Linked DNA regions of Anas platyrhynchos: region 1 is linked to region 2. A link is a contact called in public Hi-C data. All regions are on one chromosome and are shown on one strand. Each heading gives the region's core, a stretch centred on a gene start, on an enhancer-like site or on the middle of the called end of the contact. The rest is flanking DNA. Distances are from core to core; before and after follow the strand shown. Region 1 holds the start of CALM1 (calmodulin 1). Region 2 overlaps LOC140002581 (a long non-coding RNA gene).

Region 1 (6,391 bases), core at 792-3,291, 110 kb after region 2:
TCCATTGACTGGGCTAAGATAGCTGGTTCTTCACAAAAATCATGTATTTCTCTCATCATTAACAACAAAACAAGCCTAAAATTGAATTTTAGTTATCCAGACATGGATATTTGATAACATAGAATACCAGCTCCTATAAGACTCCCTTTTTTGAAAAGCTTTTACCAATACAAAAAAAATATGCTGTTGGTCAAAGCAAGCAGGCATCTCGCAACCCTTTTGTCCTAAAATACCATTAATCTCAAACATAAAAGCCAGGTAACTACAGCAAAGGGCAACAAATGCAATGGAGAATTAACAGGCGACATGATCTGTCAAGCCCTGCACAGGTGAACAACAGGGTTGGAAGCTTGTTGGATGTGTTAAGTGACATACAGACATCATCAGTATTTAGGCTCCAGCTTTAGATTTAGTGTTTTATGTCTGTGTGTAATGATTAAACAGCTCCCCACATGTATGGGGGGGGGGGGGGGGGTAAGAAAATAGTGCTTGCAGTTAAAAACCAAATTCACATTTCTTAAGTCGTGCTAAAAGACTGTAGAAAACGTCTTCAAAAATCCAGCTTGACCTCCCACTCTTTTCACGATTTTCCAGCAAAGATGAGGCTTCCCTTAAAGATCATCTAAGCAATTTACATAACAGACCAAATGCCCTGCAGAACAGGAAACGGAGCCACACCTCGGCAAAACCCTCACCCAGCAGCACCAGCTTTCTGCCCCGTGTCTCGGGGCTCCGGATGCCTCCAAAAACCGGCGTCACACCAAGAAATGGCAGCGCCGGAGCTGTCCTCGGGGCTCGGCTCGCTGCAGGCGGCCACCAGCGCTGTGCTGGGGGACAAAGGTGCCTGGGGCTGGGGCTGCCACCCCGCCCTGCCCCGCCACCGAGCCGTGTCCCGGCGGTGCCAGCCTGCCCCGGCGGGGAGGCAGCACGGAGCGACACCCAGATGGCCAGGAAACGATGAGAGAGCAGCCCGCTCCCCCCTCAAAAAAAGAAAAAAAAAAAAATAATAATAATAAAAAAATATAACCCCCAGCCCTCCCCCCCCCGGCCGGGGGGCTGCCCCCGAAGCCCCCCAGCCCCAGGCTGCCACCCCCGGGGCTGGGGCCGGGCGGGCAGCGCGGGGCGCAACAGGCGCCGTGCCCGGCGGGCAGTGCTGCACTGCGGCCCCGCTTCCCTTCCCCTCCCCTCCCCTTCCCCTCCCTCCCTCCCCCGGGCGGGGAAGGCAGCGGCTCCCCCTGCCCCGATGCCCCATCCCCTGCCCCAATCCCCCCCCATCCCCTGCCCCCGGGGGCTGGAAGGGAGGCGGGGGGGATGGGGGGGGTGGGAGTGAGGCTCGGCTGCCCCCCCAACCCCCGCGGCCGGGGGCCAGGCGGCGGGAGGCAGGGAGGAAGAGGAGGAGACATGATGTAATGCGGGCAGCCCGGCTGCGTTTTTGGGGACGGTACCGGGGAGGAATGGGGGGGGGGGGGGGGGGCGCTGAGGGCGCAGCAGCCGCAGCGCGGTCTCTCCCCCCCCCCCCCCCCTCGGTGCGCACTGCGGCCGGGGCCGGGGCGCAGCGGGGCAGAGCCGCGGCCCCGGGGAGCGGCTCCCGGCCCTTTCCGGAGGGCGAGGCGGGGCGGGCGGCGCCGCGGGGAGAAGGAAGCGGCGGCAGGGAGCAGGGCAGGGACGGGGGGAAGGGAAGGGAGGGAAGGGAGGGAGGACGGACGGGGTGCCCGGCACGGCATTAGCTCCGCGGCCTCCCGCCGCCCCCGCGCCGCAGCCCTCCCCGGGGACAGCCCGGCTCGGCCGCCCCTCTCCTCAGCCAGCCCCCGGCGCTGCGGGCGGCCGCGCTACCTACCATGGCGCGGCGGCGGCACGAACTGCGCGACCACGAGCGGCGGCTGCTGCCTGCGCTGCTGCTGCTGCTGCTCCTCCTGCTGCTGCTGCTGCTGCTGCTGCCCGGCGCGGCGGCGGCGAGGAGTGCTGGGGGTGCGCGGCTGCGCCGTGCCGCTATATATGGCGCTGTATCCCTCCGCCGGAGCGGGGCCTTTTTCTCCCCTCCCCGGCGCGCTCCGTGTGAGGGTGACTGCGGCGAGCGGCCCTGCCCCCTCCGCCGCCCGCCCCTCCCCGCCCCTCCCCGCCCGCCCGCTGCGGGAGACGGGGCGCGGAGGGGGCGCCCCCACAGCCCCCCCCCCCGCCCCATCCCGGCCCCGCACCCCTCGTGCCCCCGAGGTAAGAGCGGCCCCGGGGGCCGTGCTGCGGGCAGCCCGCGGACCCCGAGCCCCCTTCCCTGCCCGGCGCCCCCCGGGGGTCCCGGCGGCTCGGGGACGTTTTTCCCCTGTTTTTTCCCCTTTCTTCCCCGTTTTTCTTATTTTTTCCCCGATTTCCCCATCCCCGGGGGCAGCAGCTGGGTGCCGGGGGTGCGTTGCCCAAGCGTGTTTTTTGGGGGAAACCTGGGCGAGCAGGGGGGCACGGAATAGGCTGGAGAAGTGTTGTGCAGCTCTGAAGCGAGCACCTTTAATCTTCAATCTTTAGGGTTTTTGTCAAGCGCCAAAACCCAGCGCTCGGTACAACCCATCCAGAACCAGGCAACTGACGTGTCACTTGGGCCCCTTGGCAGCACAGCGAGGGGCAGCAGGCCTGGTCTGCCTCCTCCCATCCTCCTCTGCCTCCCAGGCTTTGGGGATTCGGGCCACCAGCTGATGATGACCCAGGTAAATACCGTAGCGCTCACGTCGTACCTTTTTGACAGGTACAGGAGCGTACAAACATGCACCTACACTAGCAGCAAGAATCTTGCATCCGTCTGTGACAGGAACCCTTAGATGCTGAGCTTCCTTGTAGCTCGTGGTATTTTTAGTTAAGGTTGTAATTTGGGCCTCTCCGGACTGGAAGGTTGGCGGTATTTCCGTTGTGGTCGTAATTCTGATGATCTTACTGCAATGTAGCACTAAATCTTCTAAAATGCATTTTTCTATTCTTCCAGTTCTGAAAAATTTTGCATACTTTCGGCCTTTGAAATAAAGGCCAAATGGGTTAGGTTCTGTTTATTTAACCATTGAAGTTACAATCCATTTGCTTGCCTTTCTGGAACACAAAGATAGGTTGGCAAACACAGCTATCATCTATTTCCAATCTAGAAATACTTCTCATAGCGAGCTACAGCATATTCCACATGTCAGAGTTGGGCCCCAAAACTGTTGTAACATTTGTGTAAGAAGTACTGTCTGAAATGGTGTCAGAAAATCGATTTGCAGCTGGCTGGTCTGCAAATGATAGGTTTATGGATACCTTCCATTTTAGATGCAGAATGCCTCGCCTCCTATATTAAACGCATATATATTTAAATACAAAGCAGTAAGGCTGGATTTCTTTATTTTTTACATAGAAGAACATGCAAATCGATCTTTTGTTTTCAAACCAGACCAACAATTTTAAGCTCTTATTTTCCCAGCTTAATTTCTTTCCAGAAAACATGACACAATGCTTGATTGATGTGGGCTACAAGAGCTTTTGCTTGGATAAGTGAATCTTGGAACTCCCTGAGTCTCACGGGGACGTCTGAAGAATGTTCATGTGCAAATCATTCACTTCATTGCGCTGGCCTCACACAAGTGAAGATCTCATTATTGAAATGAGAGCTCTATACAAATATTGGGCTAACAAATTTATACAGTTATCTCACAAAGATAAATAGCTAATGCAATCTCATGGTCTTTGGCCAAAATGTTGCTAATGTGGAAGGCTGGAGGTATTACCAGGAGAATAATCTCACCAACACTTCAATGCGACAATTTAGAACGTGGGTGCTTATTTTCCAGTACATGTAGTACATTATTCCATTGATACAAAGCCTTCACTCGTTAAAAAGTGAGGGGATTAGATTGTATCTGTTGAGGAGAGACTAAGAGACACGTAATTAAACTTCATGGAGATTCTTTTACAAAATACCAACATTACAATGTTTGTATATATGTGAAGAAACTTGGAAACGTGAGGTAAAAAGCTACATTCAATGAAGTCACACGCAATGACGGTTGCCAAAGCTTAACGGGACCTTGAGTAGAAGGATTGCTATATATTTTTTCCTATTTCTTTCTTTTAATTGTTGTTCTGGTGGGTGTGTGTGACTACTATTGCTAACTCTTAATGGTTTACACTAATAAATCATTTTTATATAAACAAAACTTTAAAATAAAATTACTTTTTGAGTATCTTGCAATATAGTCTCACTTTATTTCAGAAAAATTTCAAGATGACCAAATGAGATACCACAGATAGGTTCTGCAGTAGTTTCTGTTGAATTGCGTCATTCTGGATTTGAAAGTATTTCACAGCTACTACTCCAAAATAACATTCTGACTAAGGGGATTTTTTTTTCCTGATTTGACATATGGTAATGATAAATGTAAACAAAATGGAACACTAAGGTTTTTCTGCTTATTTAGTGTGGAAAACCTCATCTAAACTGACATCTGCCTGCTCCTTGTAAGCTCGCTTTCACTCAGTTGTACAGCTCGAGTTTGATCGGTATTCTTTGTTCACTTAAAATTTACATTCAGTTGTGGGCAGGCAAGAAATGCCCCTGTCAGTCCAATGACATACAGTGTCAAAGGATTTGCCAGGTACTTATACAATGTCTCATTCAAAATCTCCTGGATCTCAGTGGGAGCTGGACTCGGCCATGGAATTACTCGGTAGTTGTGCCTAACACCGTACAAGTTGGCCACCCCATTGCTACCGAGTTTTTCTGTGAACAGAGGGCTATGCAATAGCTATTAAGATAAATTTCTAACCAAGTGTTTCTGTCTGGTTAAGGTTTACTGTTCTAAACTAATTTACTCTGTATCACTAAGCATGTTTTTGTCAACTTGTGTTTAAGCTGTAATATTAACAAAGGATTAGTTTACAAATGTATTAGGCCCAGTCAAAGACTTGCAACCATTCTACCAAGTATTATACCTCAGATATTAGTCTTAATACAATCTTAAAAATTGTATTTTTTAGAAAGAATTTTATTAGGAACTCATAATAAACCTTACCACTTACATGTAAGGTGTGTTTTTCAGCCTTGGTTAGTTAATATATGTACTGAAGAAAGTGGGTTCACGCATATAATTGTTGTTTTCTCATACATGCATAATTTAACAAAAATCAAAATAAAAGCAATTCACAGGCATCTGCCCTGGAAAAAGGATGTGAGAACAGACCCAAGTTTGAGATTGGATGTAATGCTCAGCTGGGAGGCTGCTATTATGGCGATAAGGATAGATAACCAGAATATAATAATTTTTAAATATTAGAACTCAAAATCAAGTATATAAGAGCCTGTGCATATATGTGTGCGTCTAGAACAAATTCAAAATTATTTTTTACTGATAAAACATTGCCAGTTATAGGTTTAAGCTACCTAAACTGGCGTTGAATTTGTTGTATTCCTTTTCAAGTTAATTGGAATTCTGTTGGTGTATCAGAGAAGAGTTTTTGTATCCTCTCTAAAATTCTGCTCATATTGTCAACGTTTCTTTGGGAGACCATTTTCCACAAAATTAATGTTTCCAAATGCCATTGGCAGCTGTGAAACACTGAGCCAGTATCCTTATAAAAATACTCCATGAGCTTCACTAAGATTGCAAATAAGTGGGTGGAACTCCATTGAAATAAAAAGCTAGAACAGAGTTGAATTTGACCACATTTATGCAAGAAGTAAAAATAAAAATTGCTTTAATCTTAACATTTAAGTTTCCAGGCCTGGTAGCATTTTTCAATGGGAACATATATGTTCCTGTCCCTTTTCTGAAGGGAGGGGGGGGTCGGGACTCCCCAATATTTTATATGTTCATAATTTGCCTCATTCCCACTGGCATATATTAAAGTCACATAGAATACGGATCTCTGAGCATTAAGAGTCGAAAAGCCATCTGTATAATTGAGTAACAGTAGTTGTTCCTTATGTTGAGAGTCCATTGTCTTGTAAAGTTTTAGGTGGTGATGTAAAACTGATTTAGCCGTTGGTTAGAACTAAATTATTTACACATTGTAATTAAATTAGTGAGTACTTTTCTACGTAGCTATGTAAATTGGCACCCTCGGGGCCCAATAATTTGAGAAGTTCCATGTTCTAAACTTAGGGCAGTTTGAGTGGGGAACCATAAAGATCCTATCTTAAAACGATTTGCACAGATGGGAATTATAGAGCTGCTCCCATACATAAACTCAGCCGTGTATTTTGCAGATTAAACAGTATAAAATAATTATTTTAAACCAAAGTACTTTTCCCTACTTCTTATATTTGAAATGTAAAAGGAATTAAAAAAAAAAAAAAAAACAACCTTTTTCACACAGTCTTAAAAAACAACCTTTCTTCACAGCACTGTGAAGAGTTTGCTAGAAACAGAGTATCTGAAAACAG
Region 2 (6,102 bases), core at 425-2,924:
TCTAGTAGTTTTATGTCCTTCTTATGGGTGGCATCCAAAACTGTACACAGTGCTCAAGGTGAGGCCGCACTAGTGCAGAGCAGTGGGTCAATCCCTTCCCTTCCCTCAACTGACGAGCAATGACAGGCTTGATGCATCCCAGGACTTGGTAAAGATGAAATTACAAGACAGGAAGCTTAAGTAAATAAAAACCAATTGCAAATATACTTAAGTTATATCAACTCTTTCTTGCACATATGCAAACTCCTATTTCACTGGTATTAGCAGGGCACTCGGTCCCTTACATATATATTCACTGTTATCTCAGCTCCAACTAGAAGCTTTATCAGATAAGATAGAAGATGCTAACAACCTCCTTTGAAAGTGAGTCAGACCATTACCTAAAATTTTGCATGTCCATAGATAACTACCTGAGGGAGCCAATGCACAGTAACCAGACTAAATTCACCATGTCCTCACTGTGGTGTGCTGGCCATGGGAACAGGCTTACTGGCAATCACTGAGCAAGGAACTTGCAAGAAGTGCATTAAGACACTTTTAAAAGAAAGGCTTACATTTCATTATCCCTGTAGGGTACAAGCGTGCTGTACCTAGTGGACTGTAAATTCACTGTCTAGCTTGCTAGTGAATAGTCTCCCAGAACAGAAATCTGAGTAATCACCCCTTCTAATAAATGGAGTGAGATTCAAGAGGCCTACAAGGGAGATCTCCACTTGCACAGCATCACACCGATAGCCCCACAGCATTTCAAGCTGTTACTGCTGAGTGGCAGGCACTTTCTGCTATGGCTGACATTAAAGGAGACCCTGAATATGCATGTTGCCCTCTCTGCTGACAGCTGAATCTCTGATGTAGTGAAATGCATAACATCTGCCAAAGGAGCAAGCTCTCCTGAATAAATTAGCATCCACCCAGGATATGAGCTTGGACCCCTCAACCGGCTGAAACCAGTTAAAAGACCAGCAAGGGGACGTGGAGACATCTATTCCTCACTTCCCAAATTCACAGGAGGCTGGCAATAGTCAAAAACTGTACTCCACACAGGAAGAGAGCAGGGGAGCCCCATGGGCCTTGCCAATATTCGGGTCCTTTGTGGCAGCATAGGACTTGTTCATAGCAATTTCCAGGTGATCACAGGAAGTTAAAGAACCTCCCAAACTACTGAAAGAAGAAAAAGGAAAAAAAAATAAAATACTATAGAGTGTTTGCCATCAAAGTAGGCTGGAAAAAATATAATTCCTTCTGCACATCATTAAAAGTCCCCAGGTATTAGCAGGCTCCACTGACAGCACTTCTGGGCACACAACCCATCTTCCCTGTGTGCCACCACTTGCTGATGCCACAGTCTTTTGTATTCCTGCAAGGCAGGAAAAATAGTGAGAGAAACAAACATCCCCATATTCAAGGTCTGCATCCGTCAGCAGAGCAATTCCTCCTTGACTTTGAAGGTGATCAACAGGAGCCCTGAAGCGCAGATTTAAGTGGGTGCAGACAAGATCAGCAAAGACATATCTGCCTCTTTTGAGCCTATCCTCCCCTGAAGCTGGATATCTGATGCTGAAAGATACCTCAGGATACCGCATCTCTTTCGTCCATTGTGGGGCAGCACTGCCTTTTCCTTGTTCAAGAGACGCAGTGAGGTCCTCCAAGCAACAGGCTCCTCAGATCTTCTAAGGAAGCAGGCAATTCCCAGAGGTTTGTCCTTCTTCCTTCGCAGAATTTATTGTTCAGGCTACAGCTTGGGTCACAGCCCTGGCCAGCGCAGCTGCCTTCATTGACTCAGTGGGAATGCTTACTACCAGGGAGAGGAGGAAACTCACTGAATTTTAATCACATTTTGGCTGCCAGTTCCAAGGCCAGGAAAATACTTGTTTACATGATTAGAAACAAGATGTGTTACATGCACATATTCTCGTCAGCAATTAGAGTCTGAGCACAGGCAAACAATAACCTCCTGGCTAAATGCAATGCAAATCCCTCAGCTATGACATTTTGGCACGACTTTACCTCCAGGACCCTGATGTTGCTGGACCTGCCTCTCACTGACACTCAGCAAAAATACTGCTACTGCAAATGAATGGTACCTGGGTCAATTTCCTGTTCTGAACAGGAAAAATAAAATATTCTGGGGAGCTAACAAGCCCTTAGCATTAAATGCAGTTAGAAGAAAGAGGGAGCCTGTATACATCAGATGTAGATGCAGTTTAGTTAAGAACTGCTTTAGCTATCCAACAGGAGCAACTGAGTAGAAGTCAGTGAGACAAAGTGTTTCAGAGGAAATCAAAATTGAGTTCTTCATGTCTGCACAACAAGGCACAGAGGAGAGACTAAAGACAGCCACAGGCTGTATACAGGCAAACCCTCAGAGACAGGAATCCTGCTGGCAAGGCCCTGCCAGATCTACAGTGATCCTTGCAAATGATAGAGTGCAGCCATGGAGTTTCTTATGGGAGGAACTGGAAATGCAAACCACATAAGCAGCTGCAGCCCAATTCCTTAATTTCTGAGCCTCTTTACAGCCCATGACCCCTCACCACAGAACCAAGTGTGCTCTCTGTCCTTCACTCCATGTGTCTCTCTTTAACATTGGGGAAACAATTACTTTAGCTTTTACTTACGAAATCTTTGATGCAACTGTCTAAAAACAATCATCTCCCTTAATGATGCTGCCTCTGTAGGTATCTTTTGCAGCTCATTATCTGTCACAAAAAAAAAAAAAACAGCATAAATATATATAATGTGTATATATATATACATGTATTTATGCTGAAATAGCTGGTAAAACCCTCTGCTTCCTAAATCTCCAAAATAAGTTGCAAGCATCTCCAGATAACTCACGGAAAAGCTAAAAATAGGAAAAACCAACCACCATATTTAATCATTTGCTTTTCTTTCTTCTTCTTTTTTTTTTTTTTTTTTTTTTTTCTTGGATGTTCTCACTATGTTGAACAGTTGCACTTCCTGTGAGGTCATGCACTAGACAATAGTTTTCCAAGACCCTGGAAACAAGAGAAACCCATAAAACAATTCCACATCCAGCAGCACAGAGCTGCAGGCACTCACTGAAAGGTCTGCCCGGGAAGTGGCCTGGGTTGTCTCTCTCCTGTCTGTCTTCTTTATACCAATATTTCTTTTCCAAATATCTTCCCAAGCTGTCTGCTTTTATCTCCTCCTGCTACTTACTGAGCCTCCCCAGTTTTCTCAGGCTGTGCATTCCTCAGTGTCTTGCTCCCACTCACTTCTGAGATTAATGCTGTGTAATATTCCAGAGCTATCACATTCTGTTACTTGGAGCTCATCTCGTTCCTTCTCAAAATCAAATTTAAATTAAAAAAAGAAAAAAAAGCCTGTATATCATGTATATCTAAGTGGATAAATACATCTAGGATCAAGTGCTGAGGGATAATAAAGGGGTGTCTACATCAAACAAAGTAGATAGTCATTCTGATGTGAAAAAGTTTCTCCATTTTATTTAGGTGTAGGCTTGTGACCTGTATAATCCAACACCCCCATAGAATATAGTGAAAGGCCTGCCTAATTTGGAGCACCCATACTTTGGATTGCCCTCAGCAGGTTTCTGGCTAGGCCAGAAACAAGGCAGGGACTGCACCTGCTCGAAGCCTGGGGGCTGCTAGGAGGTGGAGCAAAGAGGCCGTCCTGCTTCATGGACGTGCTGTTGGTGATGAGTGACCAGCTCTGGGTGAGTCTCCCTGCAAGAAGGTGGAGCTGTGATTCACCCCTTTGGGCTGGGAGCAAGGTAGTCACATTTTCACACTTCTCAGGACACAGGCAAGAGGTAGGTAGAAACTGGGCAAATTTTGCTCATGAATAACTGCAGAATGTCTTGGCACATCAATCTCCATCAGCTACAAGGCCATGCTAGAAGATGGGCACCCACACTTGCACTTCCCTACAAGACAGATGTTGCTCCTCTGCCTTTCGATGGCAGAAATGCCATGAAGTACTACAATGGTAGTTAAAAATGTACTTGCATACTACGTCATGGGAGAGTGGGCTAATAAATTAATGATGACTAACTCCAGTGCTTCAAACTGAGGGAAGAGAGTTCCCTGGAAGAGCAAATTAGGTGGCGTGTTATTACTGACAGTTCCTACAGCACTCCAGTGGGTACAAGGCACTTTGCAGACAGGTCTCTTGACCTGCAGAGCAGAAAGAAGAATTATGTGGTACAGAATGATGTTTTTCCTCCTAGGAAGGGTAGTTTCTGTGGGCTGGAGCTGATGAAATCTGCTCTGCTTCGTACCTTTTCTGGTCAGTGCTTGGCTGAACAATGCCTCACTTTTGTGCCTTTCTGGAGAAAGAATAAATCACCTTATTCCTGCATCTGTTAAACTTAGCTGCCAGCCATTTTCAGTTTGTTGCAATAAACGGAAAGCTCCTAAACTCTGGCTGGCATAAGAGTCCAACAGCAATGAGGTCAAAAAGGAGAGTAGCATTCTGCGCTTTGCAGAGAGCTGGGATATTTGCCAAAATCAAGCACAGTTTTTTCTCCAGCCAGTCAAGGGACACAGAAGCTTTTCCAGACGTTGTTGGCCAATTCAGAGCAGTTTGGCCAAAAGCAATATTCTGGAGGAATCCACTCTGGGCTGAATTTGGATTTTATTTTTAGTCAAACTGTCTGTCCTTCATTGCAAGGAAGAAAATACCATACAATCTATGCTCAGGCATCCACAAAAACATTGCTTTGAAACATTTTGCAGGAAGAGCAATCCCTGCCACTCCTTCTCCTTGACACTGGAGTACAGTCACAGTGTCCATCTGTTCGTGTGGTTCCCAAGCCATTCCAGTCTACGGAAACCTCAATGTCCTGTCAGTGGGGCTCAATCCCCAGCATCCATTGCCCAAGACTGGCTCCTGCAGGTCACATATCTGCCACCAGGGCTTCAGGTCAGGGTGAGACAACATCGAGCAGCAGGCCTTCACCTCTGCTGTTGTGGTCCTTCCTGGTCTTGTCCTTGGCACCAGGCTTCTCTGCAGAAACACTTCTTTCTCATTGCAGCTAGCAGTTTTACAGCACGGCCCCACCACTTATTACTCACTGCAGTCATTGTGTGGCATGCCTGTGATTAACTAACTTCTTCATATTGGTGAAAGCAAAGAATGGGCTCGCAGAAGCAATAGGAGGAAAAGAAAAACACCTCTCAGTTTTCTATGTGAAGTCCCTTGGGTCATATCACATGATCCAAATAGTGTCTATAAACTCAGGGCTTCTTGATAGCCAGAGCTTTACCCCAATGCAACACCATATCTTGTCACTGATCCTGTTCAGTTCCCATCTGTATCCACAAATGCCATCCTTCTCCTTCCTCTCTCCTGCCCTAGGTCCCCCATACAAGGATCGCTAGACTCTGGGCTCATTTCCTCTGTAAAGAGCGTTAGGAAAATCATCTGCCTGCCCGGCTGCCCCAGGCTGCCCTGGAAAACCAGTGCATTAGGCCAGCTCAGTGTCATTCAGAAATATAATGAGGTCTCCTTAGAAATACAGTTTCAGAATAGATTTCCTGGGCTCACAGAGGTGCAGTGCTCTGCTCACAAACTAATCCTGCTTAGGGAAAATCCGGACACAACAACAGCAGGGAGAGATATTTCTACTTAAAACTACAATAAAGCCCAGTCTGAGATTTCTAACACTTTTTTCAGGTTGCCAGTTGCTTTCTGCTTATAAGGGGGTCTGTCATGTGCACACAGCATAGGGAATCCAAACTTCTCATAACCTTCTTGCATGGGCATCTGGCAGATGCAGAGTAGCAATTTCCTCTGATCACTGATGCTTAGTGGCAGCTCAGTGTGCCCGTTGCTCTCAGAACAGCTATGTCTCATTCACCAGATCAGACCACATATAAATGAATGAAAGACAGTTTCAGTAGAAGGACTACGAGCATCCCTGGACTTTTTGCCCAGAACCTGGGCTACATCCAATCTTTCAGCATACAAAATAGATTGGATATAATTTATCATAATTTTACCTTCTCTTACAAACCAGAATTTGGAGGCTCCGCTTTCATTCCGCACTAATAAATTAATTGCATGTATAGTCATTTGTAGACCGTAGCAGCCTTTCTACTTTTTTAATGCACTGCA

The links. Hi-C and Micro-C count contacts between places; a contact is called where the count stands out from the background.
Region 1: a Hi-C map of subcutaneous adipose tissue shows a contact between it and region 2, with 2.5 times the contacts expected there. The contact joins the promoter of CALM1 here to the enhancer-like site in region 2. A contact is called at or near these places in 3 of 8 Hi-C or Micro-C datasets (liver, skeletal muscle and subcutaneous adipose tissue).

Annotation. Positions count from the first base shown.
Region 1 is chr5:17,623,620-17,630,010 of IASCAAS_PekinDuck_T2T, forward strand. It overlaps CALM1 (calmodulin 1), which reads right to left and starts at 2,042. Exons shown (of 6, transcript XM_027457858.3): 1 at 1,838-2,042. The coding sequence starts at 1,840.
Region 2 is chr5:17,509,582-17,515,683 of IASCAAS_PekinDuck_T2T, forward strand. LOC140002581 (a long non-coding RNA gene) reads right to left here. Exons shown (of 9, transcript XR_011809526.1): 5 at 2,619-2,699. Among named protein-coding and RNA genes, the nearest start is that of CALM1, 110 kb to the right of the region's middle. Within about 2 kb of position 1,675, at least 1 of the 8 cell types and tissues checked has an H3K27ac peak or open chromatin away from gene starts, as enhancers often do. A contact at or near this core is called in subcutaneous adipose tissue, where this site is marked.